3 separate regions of the Anser cygnoides genome follow, and regions 2 and 3 are each linked to region 1. A link is a contact called in public Hi-C data. All regions are on one chromosome and are shown on one strand. Each heading gives the region's core, a stretch centred on a gene start, on an enhancer-like site or on the middle of the called end of the contact. The rest is flanking DNA. Distances are from core to core; before and after follow the strand shown. Region 1 holds the start of CYS1 (cystin 1). Region 2 holds the start of YWHAQ (tyrosine 3-monooxygenase/tryptophan 5-monooxygenase activation protein theta). Region 3 has its middle 25 kb from the start of TAF1B.

Evidence for each region. Hi-C and Micro-C count contacts between places; a contact is called where the count stands out from the background.
Region 2: a contact with region 1 is called in a Hi-C map of liver, with 10 times the contacts expected there. The contact joins the promoter of YWHAQ here to the promoter of CYS1 in region 1. A contact is called at or near these places in 2 of 7 Hi-C or Micro-C datasets (both in liver).
Region 3: a Hi-C map of liver shows a contact between it and region 1, with 2.3 times the contacts expected there. The contact joins the enhancer-like site here to the promoter of CYS1 in region 1. A contact is called at or near these places in 2 of 7 Hi-C or Micro-C datasets (both in liver).

What each region holds. Positions count from the first base shown.
Region 1 is chr3:106,907,347-106,911,272 of Taihu_goose_T2T_genome, reverse strand. It overlaps CYS1 (cystin 1), which reads left to right and starts at 2,184. Exons shown (of 3, transcript XR_007165965.2): 1 at 2,184-2,376. It overlaps LOC136790524 (a long non-coding RNA gene), which reads right to left and starts at 2,221. Exons shown (of 2, transcript XR_010830623.1): 1 at 2,086-2,221; 2 at 465-1,990.
Region 2 is chr3:106,679,089-106,683,014 of Taihu_goose_T2T_genome, reverse strand. It overlaps YWHAQ (tyrosine 3-monooxygenase/tryptophan 5-monooxygenase activation protein theta), which reads left to right and starts at 1,752. Exons shown (of 6, transcript XM_066994916.1): 1 at 1,752-1,906; 2 at 2,742-3,126. The coding sequence starts at 2,833. LOC106030714 (a long non-coding RNA gene) reads right to left here and starts at 1,714. Exons shown (of 5, transcript XR_007165987.2): 1 at 1-1,714.
Region 3 is chr3:106,761,890-106,765,815 of Taihu_goose_T2T_genome, reverse strand. No RefSeq gene overlaps it. Among named protein-coding and RNA genes, the nearest start is that of TAF1B, 25 kb to the left of the region's middle. Within about 2 kb of position 1,820, at least 1 of the 3 cell types and tissues checked has open chromatin away from gene starts, as enhancers often do. A contact at or near this core is called in liver, where this site is marked.

The sequences.
Region 1 (3,926 bases), core at 935-3,434:
CAGGCCTCTGCAGGGCTCCTCTGCTCGGGGAGGTGGTGGTGTCACCATCCCTGGGGGTGTTTAGGGAAAGGCTGGACGTGGTGCTTGGGGACATGGTGTAGTGGGTGATGTTGGTGGCAGGGGGATGGTTGGGCCAGGTGATCTTGGAGGGCTTTTCCAACCCTAATGGTTCTGTGAGCCCCACATGGGGACACGGCAGCAGGGCTTTGCCCCACCAGCACACAAACGCCACAGCAGCTGATGGTAGAAGCTCTCCCATGGCACAGCCTTCTGCGGTACCGACGGGAAGAGTGCAGAAAGACATGGTGGTGAAACCCATAAAACATAACCCTTCCCTGGGCTGGGACTTCTGGGCAAAGCAGGGCCCTTCCCTTAACACGTGGGCTGCAGGAAGAGAAATCTCTTACTGACAGTGCTTAGGGCGCAGCAAAATCCGAGAAGTGTTGAAAGGACACTCTTAAAAATAGGCTTTTATATTTATTTATTTAAATACATGTTCTCAGCAGGTTTTTTGATGAGTCAAACGTCAGCCCTGAGCCAAAGCCCAGCTCCGCTAATTACACAGGGGCAGCCTCCAGCGTGTCCTGGGCTCCATCCTGCTGTGGGACAGCTCTCCAACAAGGGAACCGGCCTCCCCTGCTGGAAAGCACCCACCTTGACGGCTCTTATTTTCCACCTACCTTTCCAGACCGTCTCAGCTGATGCAAGGGATGCCCAGCAGCTGCTTGAGCCCTGCTGTCCCCAGGGATGGGGTAGGGCCAGGGCCACCACCCCACAGCTCCCACCTTCCATCCCAGGACCTCTCCTCTCTGGGTCCCACTGGCCTCCACCTCATGGATATTTTTTCCTGGGGCTCAGAGGCACAGGATGTGAGATCTCCACAGCAAAGCCTGAAAAACCATCACAATTGTAATTTTTTATTTTTTATTTTTTTTTGTCAGGTTTGGTGCCAGAACTGTAGAAAACCCAGGTGAAGACAACATCAGGGAAAAGGAATCGAAGGCCAGCCTAGCGGTCCCATCGCCTGATAGAGGCAGGCTCCGATTTGAGCAATGCACACCTTTCCTTGCTGCACACGAGTTAATGCTAGAAAGGCAGATTAATACATAAACCTGCTCACCGAAGGGTGACACCAGCGCTGCGGTTTGCAGTGGGAAAGATTGAGGTTTTCCCGATGGCTCTGCAGAGAGCAAATCTGACATGATATATATGTTAACTTTGGGTTTGAATCCTTTTTGTTCCAGAGCTCTTATGCTGAGGGAATATATCTACTGAAGACTTGCAGAAAATCCAGCAAACGCCAGAAAAGAAGGCAAAACCTAAACACGTGGCGTAATATTTGTTGTCACAAGGTCAGATTGCTCAACGAACTACCTGTAGCGCCCTAGAAAAGCTCTGGTGGGAACACAACATGAAAAAGCAGAGTTCCCCAGCTCTGTTTTGGTTATCACGGTGAGAGGAGCCTGCTATTTCACCCACCAAACAAATTCCTCGTGTGTTTGCTCCCTGGCACTGCGGCAATACAGCTAGTGACCGCTGGCACCCCGCCGTGCCCCACCATCCCCATCCCTCCTCGCTCTCCAGCTGCCGTTGTCGCTCTGGGACACGGGTCGGAACTGTCATTCCCTTTTATTCTTTTTTTGTTCTCATACTCAGGGAATGAGCAACCTGAAAATGAGATCAGAAAGGGAGATTTCGCCCAGACAATTGCACGTCCCAACTCCACTTTAGCTATTGGTTTTGGAAGTCCAGCAAAGCCCGTCAAATACCACGACGGGGCAAATCAGCACTCGTGGCTTCAATGGATATCAGCGACGTTAAAAAACTCAGCAGCAGCATCCTCCAGCAGGGCCCCGGAGCCGCTGCCTCCCCCGAGGCCGTGTTGGCTGCGTGGGCTCCCGGCCGCTGGCTGGGTGCCACCCGCAGCTGGCACCGCGCGCTGCCAGCCCTCGCTCTTGAAGATCAGCCAGGATGTTAAATACTGGCCCTGCTGGGAAACCGTGCTTAAAGCCACCATAAAAAAAAAAAAAAAAAAAAAGGATTTGGTAGCTTTTTGCTCATTTTCCCGAGAATTCATGGGCTTACCAGGCCTTTAGCTTTCCGAAAATCTTCGCTTGAGTCCCCAGCAGACTTTGCAGCAGGGAAACATCTCCCGGCCTCCCTGCTAAACCACAGCAGCGTTTGGGTCGCCGCCGCCCGAACGCCTCCCGGGCTGCAGCTGCTCCCAAACACAACTTGCTCGGCTCGCCGCGAGACGCAGGCTTTGCGGAGGCGGCGTCAGCCCAGGCGGGATCCGCGGCGCTGCCCTGCAGTGAACTTTTTTCCATCGGGGCTGCCAGGAAACTTTCCAGGAGGCTCCGGGCCTGCAGGGAGCCGGTAGGTTTTGTTCGTGGCCAGGGCCTGAAGGCAGTGCCACCGCTCGGGACCGTGCCACCACCTGGAGCCCAGAGCCTCCTCTCTGTCGCCTGGAGCACCCCTGGGCGTGGTGCCGGGCACCCTCCGTTTCCAAAAACGCCCGAGGGTCTCCCGCTGTGGCTGGGGGTCTCGCAGGGGCTGGCAGTGGTCCGTAAACAGTGTGTCGCCCTCCTGGCTCCCCCATCTTGGGGGGGGCTTTGGGGGAGACCCCACAGAAGGGGAGCTGCCTGATCCCAACCCGTGGCTGCTGTCGGGGCCGTGGCGGCCTCCTGGGACCCTCCCCGAATAGCGACGACCCCCTGGACCCCCAGGGAAGGGGAGAGAGGGCAGAAGAGACAGCAGCATGCCCCCCATCTCGGGGGGATCCCGAGCTGCTGAGGGACCTTAGGGACCAGCCAGCAGCCCTGGCAGCCCTCCTGAGCCGGGAAGGCTCCCCCCCAACCCTTTTTCCCATTTTCTCCCCCTCCTTTTGGCCGCCCCGGGGGCTCCCTCCCCGCACGGCGCCGCTCCCCCCTCGCAGCTTTACCGCCCCCTCGCCCCCCTCCACCGCCCCCCGGGGGCCGGCCCCCGCCGTCAGCCGGCTCCGGCTCCGGCCCCCGAGCCCATGGGCAGCGGCAGCAGCCGGAGACGGGGCCCGGTGGCGACGGGGGGCGGCGGCGGAGGCGACCCCCGAGGGCCGGGGGCGGCCCCGGGCCCGGCGGAGGCGGCGGCAGGGGGCGAGGGGGCGGCGGCGCTGCCCGCCCCCGGCGGCCCCCCGCGGGAGGTAAGTGCCCCCCGGGGCCCTCGGCGAGCCCCTTCCCCAAATCGTGTCCCCCACAGGGTGGTCGCAGCCCCCCCGGGGGGTGCGGGGACGTTACCACCACCGCCCCGCCTCGCTCGGTTCACGGGGGTCCTTGCGGGGGGCTCGGGGTTACCCCAAGGTTCTCCTCACCCGCGTTTCCCCGGGACCCCCCCATGTAAATAGGGGGGCGGCAGTGCCCAGAGCCTGCCCCGTTTCCCCGGGACCCCCCCCATAAATAAGGCTTCCACCACCCCAACGGGAACCGGCCCCAGATGGTTCCCCGGCCGCTGCAGCCGCCCCCGCGGCGCTGCCTCAAGAACCGCTCCGGTTTCCTGGATTTCCCTCCGGGGAGAGCTGAGATTTGTTTGCTTTTCCCTTGCTCAGAAGTCACGGCGGCACCGCCACGGAGCCGGGACGGGGAGGGTCAGGCTGGGGGTCAGGGGAAGGGTCTGCACCCGGGGGGGGTCGGGCACTGGGACAGGCCGCCCGGGGCGGTGGGCACGGCACCGAGCCGCCGGAGCTCCGAAATCATGGGGTATCCGAGTTGGAAGGGACCCGCGGGGATTAAGAGGCGTTTGGACAACGCTGTCAGACACGGGGTCTGGTTTTGGGGTGGTCCCGTGCGCAGCCAGCAGCCGGGGGCTCGACGATCCTCGTGGGTCCCCTCCGATGCGGGGTGCCCTGTGTTTCTGCGGCCGGTGCCGAGGCCAAAAATCACCGGCGTCGTTCG
Region 2 (3,926 bases), core at 503-3,002, 230 kb after region 1:
GGAGGGGTGAACTACAGCGCATGAGAGATTAATATCTTCCCAATTTTTGAGTGGAATCGGGGAAGGAGGTAGCCTTGATTAGGTCAGCTGTCCTTCCTCAGATAAAATCCACTCATCTGTGCCTTACAGATAGAATGGCTGGTTTCATCTCTGACGGAGACATGATATTAATCAAGGTTTTGTTGCACAATTGGTCAGTTTTGGCCTTTCCTTCACATGTTAATGAAAGCGATGACTTGGGGTTTTGAATATGAGAGAATATCCTAGTGACAAGGAAGAATAAAAAGGCAACCTAAAAGTGTAGCAAATTGCCAGGACAGTAATTTCTGGAATAGAGTAACATATTTCCAAAATTCTTTCTGTGAGAATTTCATTAACTTTGAAAGGGGTATTATCAATAGGTTCTTTTTTTTTTTTTCTTTTTAACAGAATAAATGCATCTCAAACTCAAATTACAAAGGCGGCGGTTTGTTCACAGCATGGACCTAATTTCGACATGCATCATCGCAGCCCTAGTCCAAACACAGACCAAGAGCTTTACGGGCTGAGACGATAACATCCTGAGGTCGATTCAGAGAATTCGTCATTCCATCTGGATGCTGAAGTTGCTGAACATGACTAAATTTGGTGATGCTGAAACGAAAGGTGAGAAATGTCATCACTTCACCCAGACGCCCTGCGCTGCACAAAGACATCTGTGGCCCTGAGCTAGCCCGAGGCCTGACGGGCAGGACGTCTGTGATCCGCTCCCGGGTCTTGTATGCCGAACGTCGTGACAAGCAGCACAAACCCGCTATCTTGTTATCATTTCTTCCAAGATTGGGGCGGTATGAGCGCAGACAAATCCCGCACCCATCCAAGCAGCATTTTGGAAGCACAGCAGCAATTGACTCATGATTATTCACTCATGACTGGACAGTATTTTGCTATTCATGTGCAGCAGCACGAACCTAAAATTCCGGTCTCTGTGCATTGCGTCTCTGACCTCTTTGAAACTAACTCCAGGTGAAATCAGGAGGGGGGAAAAAAGTAAATATATTGATTGGTGCTGATGTCAAATGCTTGTCCTTCATCCCGTCAGGAGGGGAGGGATATTAACTCTTTATGAACAATTTTGCGTCGCCTGGATCCTCGGGAAGGGTGGGGGAGTTTAGCTGTGGTGAATTCTGCGATTCTGTGAATTACAAATGGCTTTGGAAAATCTGTCCCTGAAGAAAGCTGTGTGGAGCAAGTGCTCATGACGAGGAAAAGCCCCTCGGGCTCCATGGTGGGGGTGACAAACACGGACGTGTGGCAGACCCCATCGACCCGGGGCTCGGGGATATGCACATTGTCCTGGCCCCGAAGGAGCAAAACGCCCTTTGTTGGGGGCACCTGGGACAAAAAAAAAAAAAGAAAAAACAAAAAGAGTATTCGGACAAAAACCCAAATCCCCCCCCGGCAGCCCCTCAGCCCCCGCCCGGCCGGGGGAGGAGGCGGGGGGGGGGGAGGGTTGTAGCAGCATCTCCATGGCGACAGTGACGTCATCTCACCCTGGATCTCATTGGAGGAAACCCCGTGGCCCCAGCCGCAGCCCACGGGCCAACCGAGCTTTGCGCCCTGCCCGCTCTCGCCCCCGCGGCGGCGGCGGCGGCGCGCTGCGCTCCCATTGGCTGCCGGGCGGCGGAGGGGCGGGGCCGGGCGGCGAAGCGAGGCGCTGATTGGCCGCGTGGGCGCGGGCCCAGCAGCGGCTAGGCTTGCCTGCGCCGCCGCCCTTCAGCGCTGCCTCCCTCCCTCCCTCCCTGCGTCCCGCCCGCCCGGCCCGGCAGCGGCTCCTTTCTCTCCGCCACCGCCCCGCGCCCGGCAGCCCCGCGGCCGCCGCCCGCCCGGCCCGGCCCGGCCTCGCCTCAGCGCAGCGGCCCCTCAGGTGAGCGCGGCGACCCCGCGGCCGTTGTTGGGGCGCCCGTCGTGAGGCGCCCGTCGTGAGGCGGCCGCCGCCGCCGCCGCCCGGCCCCGCCTCGGCGTCCTCCATTTTGTGAGCGCGGCGCCCAGCGCTCGGCGGCGGCGGGCAGCGGGAGGTGCCGCCCGGCGGCGCCGCCATTTCGCACCCGGCCGGCCCCGCGGCTCCCTGCCCCCCCCCCCGGCGCTCACCGCGGGGCCCCGGCCCTCCCGGAGGGGCTCTTGGGCCCTGCGGGGCGATGCCCGGGGGAAGCGGGGGGGACCCGGCCCTGCCCGGCCCCGCCGCCAGGAGGCGAAGCCGCCCCCGGCCCCGAGGCTGGGCGCTGCCTGGCGGCCACTCTTTGCTCCTTTATTCTTTTTTTTTATTATTCTTTTCCCTCAGGGAACGGCTTTAAGCGAGGCCCGCTTGGCTTGCGGGAATTGGGTAGCCTCCTCAACCTCCTCGATCCCTCTCACGAGGGAAAGGTGAGGGGAAAAAGCCGAGGGAAAGGTGAGGGGAAAAAGCCGAGGGAAAGGTGAGGGGAAAAAGCCCGCCCTGACCAAGCGATGGGTTCTCAGCTCGCTGTGCCTTCCCGAGCCGAGTTTCCCGGCCGTCCTTTCCCTAGCAGTGGGTCCTTGAGACCGCAGCCGCTCCCCTCGGCCCTACGTGGAAGGGCGGGATGATCCCAGCCCATTTCTCCAAGATGGGCAGGGAGACACGCTCCCTGCATTCCTTCTTTTTAGGGCTCTGCAAGGGGTCATACAGTACAACATTCATTAGCATTTGATCCCGGAGTGATGGTCGTTGTCTCTTTTTCTTGCAGGTTTTGAGGTGCGTTCTCTCGTTGGGAGCGTGACGTCCCCAGCTTCTCCTGCCTTCGCTACCATACCTCTCCCGCCCCACTGCCAGCCACCATGGATAAGACCGAGTTGATCCAGAAAGCCAAGCTGGCTGAGCAAGCTGAGCGCTACGATGACATGGCCACCTGCATGAAGGCAGTAACTGAGCAAGGTGCCGAGCTGTCCAACGAGGAGCGCAACCTGCTCTCGGTGGCCTACAAGAACGTAGTGGGGGGGCGGCGCTCTGCCTGGAGGGTCATCTCTAGCATCGAGCAAAAGACAGACACCAGCGACAAGAAGATGCAGCTTATCAAGGACTATCGGGAGAAGGTGGAGTCTGAGCTCAGGTCCATCTGCACCACTGTGCTGGTGAGTGGGGATTTTTTTCTCTTCTGTTTTTTTGAGAGAAAGAAATAGGATTCGTGTATGGTGCTTTGTGAGGAGTAAGACTGGGAACTTGACTGGGGAATATGTGAAGTGTAAGGCCGGGGTAGGGGAAGTCAGTGCAGTAACTTCTGCAACTGTTACATGTGTTACCGTGAGGAAGGAGATCGTCTCCACCATGCTATGGGTGCCATATGTGCGGAGGTATTTGAGATATGTTCAGTTGCGTGTGAGATCCATTTTAGTTGGAGCAATCCATATGCAGTGTTGCACTAGGTTACCGCAGAGATGCTGAGAATTTAGGCTTGTGCCTGTTTGCTGTGGCTGCTTAGGTATTCATAAGATAAGATTAAAAAAAAAAAATTAGAATTACCTGAAGAAGTAAAGGGCTGAGCTAATAACTTGTTAAAAGCATCGTGCTCACTTCATATACTATTTCATGTGAGGAAAAACACTCTTCATGGGGTCTTTAAGAGACACTTTAGGATTGGGGTTTTTGTGTGTGCGTGTGTGTATATATAGTGATTTTATGGAGTAAGACATCTTCACTGGAAATGAGAAGGAATGTGTAGAAATTGGCTTTGTCAGATTCAAGTTGATTTCTGAGGGGTTCTTCAAGATGAATTTGCAGTAGTCGTGGACTAATGTAAAACTAAGGTTTGAAGACTGGTGTAACAGACCTGAGCGTGCACCAAAGCCCAGGAATAAATATGTACAAGCAGCAGAATTCCACATGCTAATGATAGTGAAAGCCGTATTGCAGTGCAGCAGGAGTGGTACAGACC
Region 3 (3,926 bases), core at 571-3,070, 150 kb after region 1:
TCATTCAGATTTTCAGTGGGTTTCCCTTCAGCAGGCCCTGGATGGAGGCTGCAGGCTTCCAAGTCCTCCCTGAACCCACAATCCTTCAAAATTCGAGCTACTTTTAACTGATTTGCAAATAAATGCCCCAGAGATCTGGTGCCCACAGCCTGCACCTGAGGAAGCTCCTTCTGCAGCAGCAGGGCTTCCTTTGGATCTTCTGTCTTTCTTGTTTAATCAGTAATTTCAGTGATGCAGCCCTAATTCTGTACCATCACATTTGTGGGCCTTCAGGATTCAAGGCACCTTGTCTTCATCTCAACAGAACAGCCCCAAAAGCTTGTATTTTCTCTATTACATTAAAGAGCATGATATAATTTCCACATTACTTTGGAAAAATCTACAAAAGCTTGGTTTCTGTGTTGTATTTTTATTATTATTATTGGCGGTGGTATTTTTTTTTCCTGTTGGATCCCAATTTTTGGAAAACAAAAGATGACATCCCATGTTTTCCTATATAACTTTTGTTATCCTATAAAACATTGGAAAACGTTTGTTATCCAATATAATATCCTATATACCATCCAACTTTCTCCTCTTTTGGAAGTAAGTGCTCTCACCATTACATTAGCTAAAGCTATTTTGCTGAAAAAAGAACTGAAAAAGTCCAGCCTTATGCGGCTCAGGCTACAGAAGAACTCAGGCTGGGTTTTGTCTTCGTTCCCCTTTGCCCCTCACTCAGATAAACATACAGAAATACAGAGGCAAAGCCAGCAACATTTTAGTGAAGACCAAACCGCAGTTACACGTAACAAATAGCTTTTTCTATAAAGTACAGAACAACAGGAATGCAATTCAGTCTGAAGTGGGAAGCTGGGGCCATGTTTGATGGCACTGGAAAGGTAAAACACCACCAGAAATTAGCAGCAGGTCGCTGGTATGAGGGGCACACGCAGACAGGTGTATTGCAGTGGTGGCACTCAGAGGCTAAGGCACGGTTTGTGTCGCTGGTTTTTAGCCACCTGAAGCTGAATCGAGGAAGGAGCCCTGCTGGAGGTGGCTGCTCTAAGACGGGGCAAATGCTCCCTCTGGAGGTGCTCGGCCCTACGGGACGCGCAGCTGGGTTAAGCCTGGCTGCTGCTTGCAGGAGGTACCAGGAACTACCAAAAGTGCCCAGAAATACCCTAAGGTGGGGGAGAATGACAAGGGCAGGAGGGAAAAGGCTGGGATTTGAACAGAACTGATTATCCTGAGTTGGAAGGGACCCGCAAGGACCAAGAGGCTGGAGCACCTCTCGTGTGAGGAGAGGCTGAGAGCTGGGCCTGCTCCGCCTGGAGAAGAGGAGGCCCAGGGGGATCCCATCAGGGCCTGTCAGTGCCTGAAGGGAGGTGCTGGGGGGACAGGGCCAGGCTCTGCCCAGTGGTGCCCAGTGCCAGGGCAAGAGGCCGTGGGCACAAACTGGAGCAGAGGAGGTTTCATCTGAACACCAGGAGCCTTCTGTGCCGTGCGGGTGCCGGGGCCCTGGTGCAGGCTGCCCAGAGAGGCGGTGGGGAGGGTTTGTGCCTGTGCTCATGGGGCAGACACCACGCAGCCAGCAGGGCCGAGCTGTGCAGAGCAGATCGCAAGGAGAAACTTACTCTAACAAGCCCCGTGTTTAAAGGCAGAGAGAAATAAATAAGATGAAAGTGTGTTCCTACCCGCTACGGCTCTGTTGTGGTTCTCGAAATTAGCCTAAAGCGCTTTCCACATGATTTTCAACACTCCTGAACACTTCCAAATTATTTGCTCTGCGTGGTTTGGGGTTGTTTTTTATTTTTATTTTCTATTTATTTACTGGGAAAAAAAATCCTTTCTTCTGTATTTTCTGAAAAAAATAAAAACGAGAGCAGTGATGCATCCTTCTGGTTAATGGGAAGCCACAGCTCTCCCTCTTCCTAAATGCTGCCTGCGCTGTCCTTGCGGGTGATGGAGACCCCCAGCCCATGCAGTTTCTCTCCTTGGCTCATGCAGAGACGTGCCAGCGTCTAACGCAGCAGGGAAGTCAAATTGTGCCTGTGACTGATGTAAAAGCACCCTGCCTCTACAGAGGACAAAGCTCGTGTAAAATCACCTCTGGTTCACTGTGGTGGTTGGGATGACACAGAAAAGACAGCGCGTTATTTCTGGCTGCTCTTTTATCACCAGCTTTCCGCTTGCTGATTGCTGCGACTGCCCCTTCCCTCATCTGTGCTCTTTTCGGGGTGGGTGTGCAGTCGCCAGCCCGCAGCGCTCGGTCACCCGCGGTGCCTGGGTGCTCTGGCAGGGGCGGCGGGACAAAGCGGATCCCTGAACACAGAGAACGTTAACCCCAGCCGCTCTTTGTTGTTGTTATTGCTGTTATTCCAAAAGTGAGGATATTTGTCGGTAGATAAGTTGGTCTTTTTATAGCCAGGACTGGAGTTTCCATGGTGAGGCAGGCCAGCACCGGTTTCCTCTGCAGAGCAGAGCATATCCTTTACCGGCAAAAACACGCTCCTGGGCCGACTGGGAGGAAGTGTCATTGTCCAAGACCTATTATATTTTTAAGGGTTCTGCATCCTCAAAGAAATATTTTTAACCTGAAAGGAATATTTATACTGTCCAGTGAGAATGGGTTGCCAGGTTATTTTTAGTCTGGCTTGTGTGTTGGCTTTATCTCCGCATTGCTTTGTCCTTATTTATCTTCTTTTACAAACATTTCAGGGAAAATGAAACCAAAGGTAATAGATTAAACTAATTCCTGGGATTAATCTGCTGGCAGGAGCAAAGTATCACCAGGGATAGATTCGATCTGCCATAGTCAAGAAAAACACCGATCATCCATCAGATTCTCAGTATGTGGGCTAGAAAATGAGAAGCCTTCTTATTTGAAACCAGGCACCCTGGAGCAGGAATTAATAAAAAGCTGATTATAAAACCTTATGCAGAAGCTGCTCTTTTGGAGCAGAGCTCGGTCGGTGGGCTCGGCCCCATCCCTCGGGCTGCAGGAGGACCAGCGCCGTTAAATCCCCGGAGTTACGGCACCGCCAGCCGGGTGTGAGACCACAGGCAGAACCAAAAGGCATCAGGGATTATGCAAGTAACAAGTTAAAGAACTTTGTTTATTTTTTTCCCTTAGGCCTGGTTATCTTAATAAACTGGCATTTTGCTGATGCTAAGTGTACAAGGCCTTGTTTTTTTTTTCTCCACGTGAGCAGGCTTGCTGAAGTCAGCATGACTGTAGCGCCTGTATTTCGGTGTTTTGCTCAACTGGGGGGTGTCTTACAGTGCTTATCTGTTCCAGCTACCTCGCCCTCCTTCCCTTGCTGCTTCCCCGAGGGAAGGAGGTGACCGTGATGGATGGATTTTGCATCGTTAGCAGACGGTTATAACTACCTTCTACCCCCAGACTGAGCAGCACCGATGTTGCCACAGAAAAATGAGAATGAATGACTCATCTGTTAATTATGCCTTTGTTGCACACATTTTTGCTTACTGTCTGAGGGAACAGAGCACCCTTTGCTCCCACTGATGAAGCACCCTTGAAAATCCGAGCACTGGATGATGCAGGAGCACTGGCACTGGACATGTAGCATGTGGATCTGCTTGGTGGTGCTGAGCTCCCCGGCTCAGATCTGCAGTTCTGTTCCTGGCAGGCCTGAAAAGTCCTGCTCAGATACATCCCAAGCGGTGACAAATGTCGGCACACAACAGTTCTGTGGCAGTTTTTTTTTTTTTTAACGTAAGTATGAAGAGAAAGTTTAGATAAAATCATTCAGATTGGAAACTCCAAGCCTTCCCTTCAAATTGTGATATTAAATCTTGTATACTTTCCTTCCAGAGCAAGGAAATCACCAAAGCAGAAGTGCAGATGGTATAAAAAATGATCTTGAATTTGTCTATCTGCATTAACAGGAAAGTTTTGGCTAAAAAGCCTCAAGCACATGTTT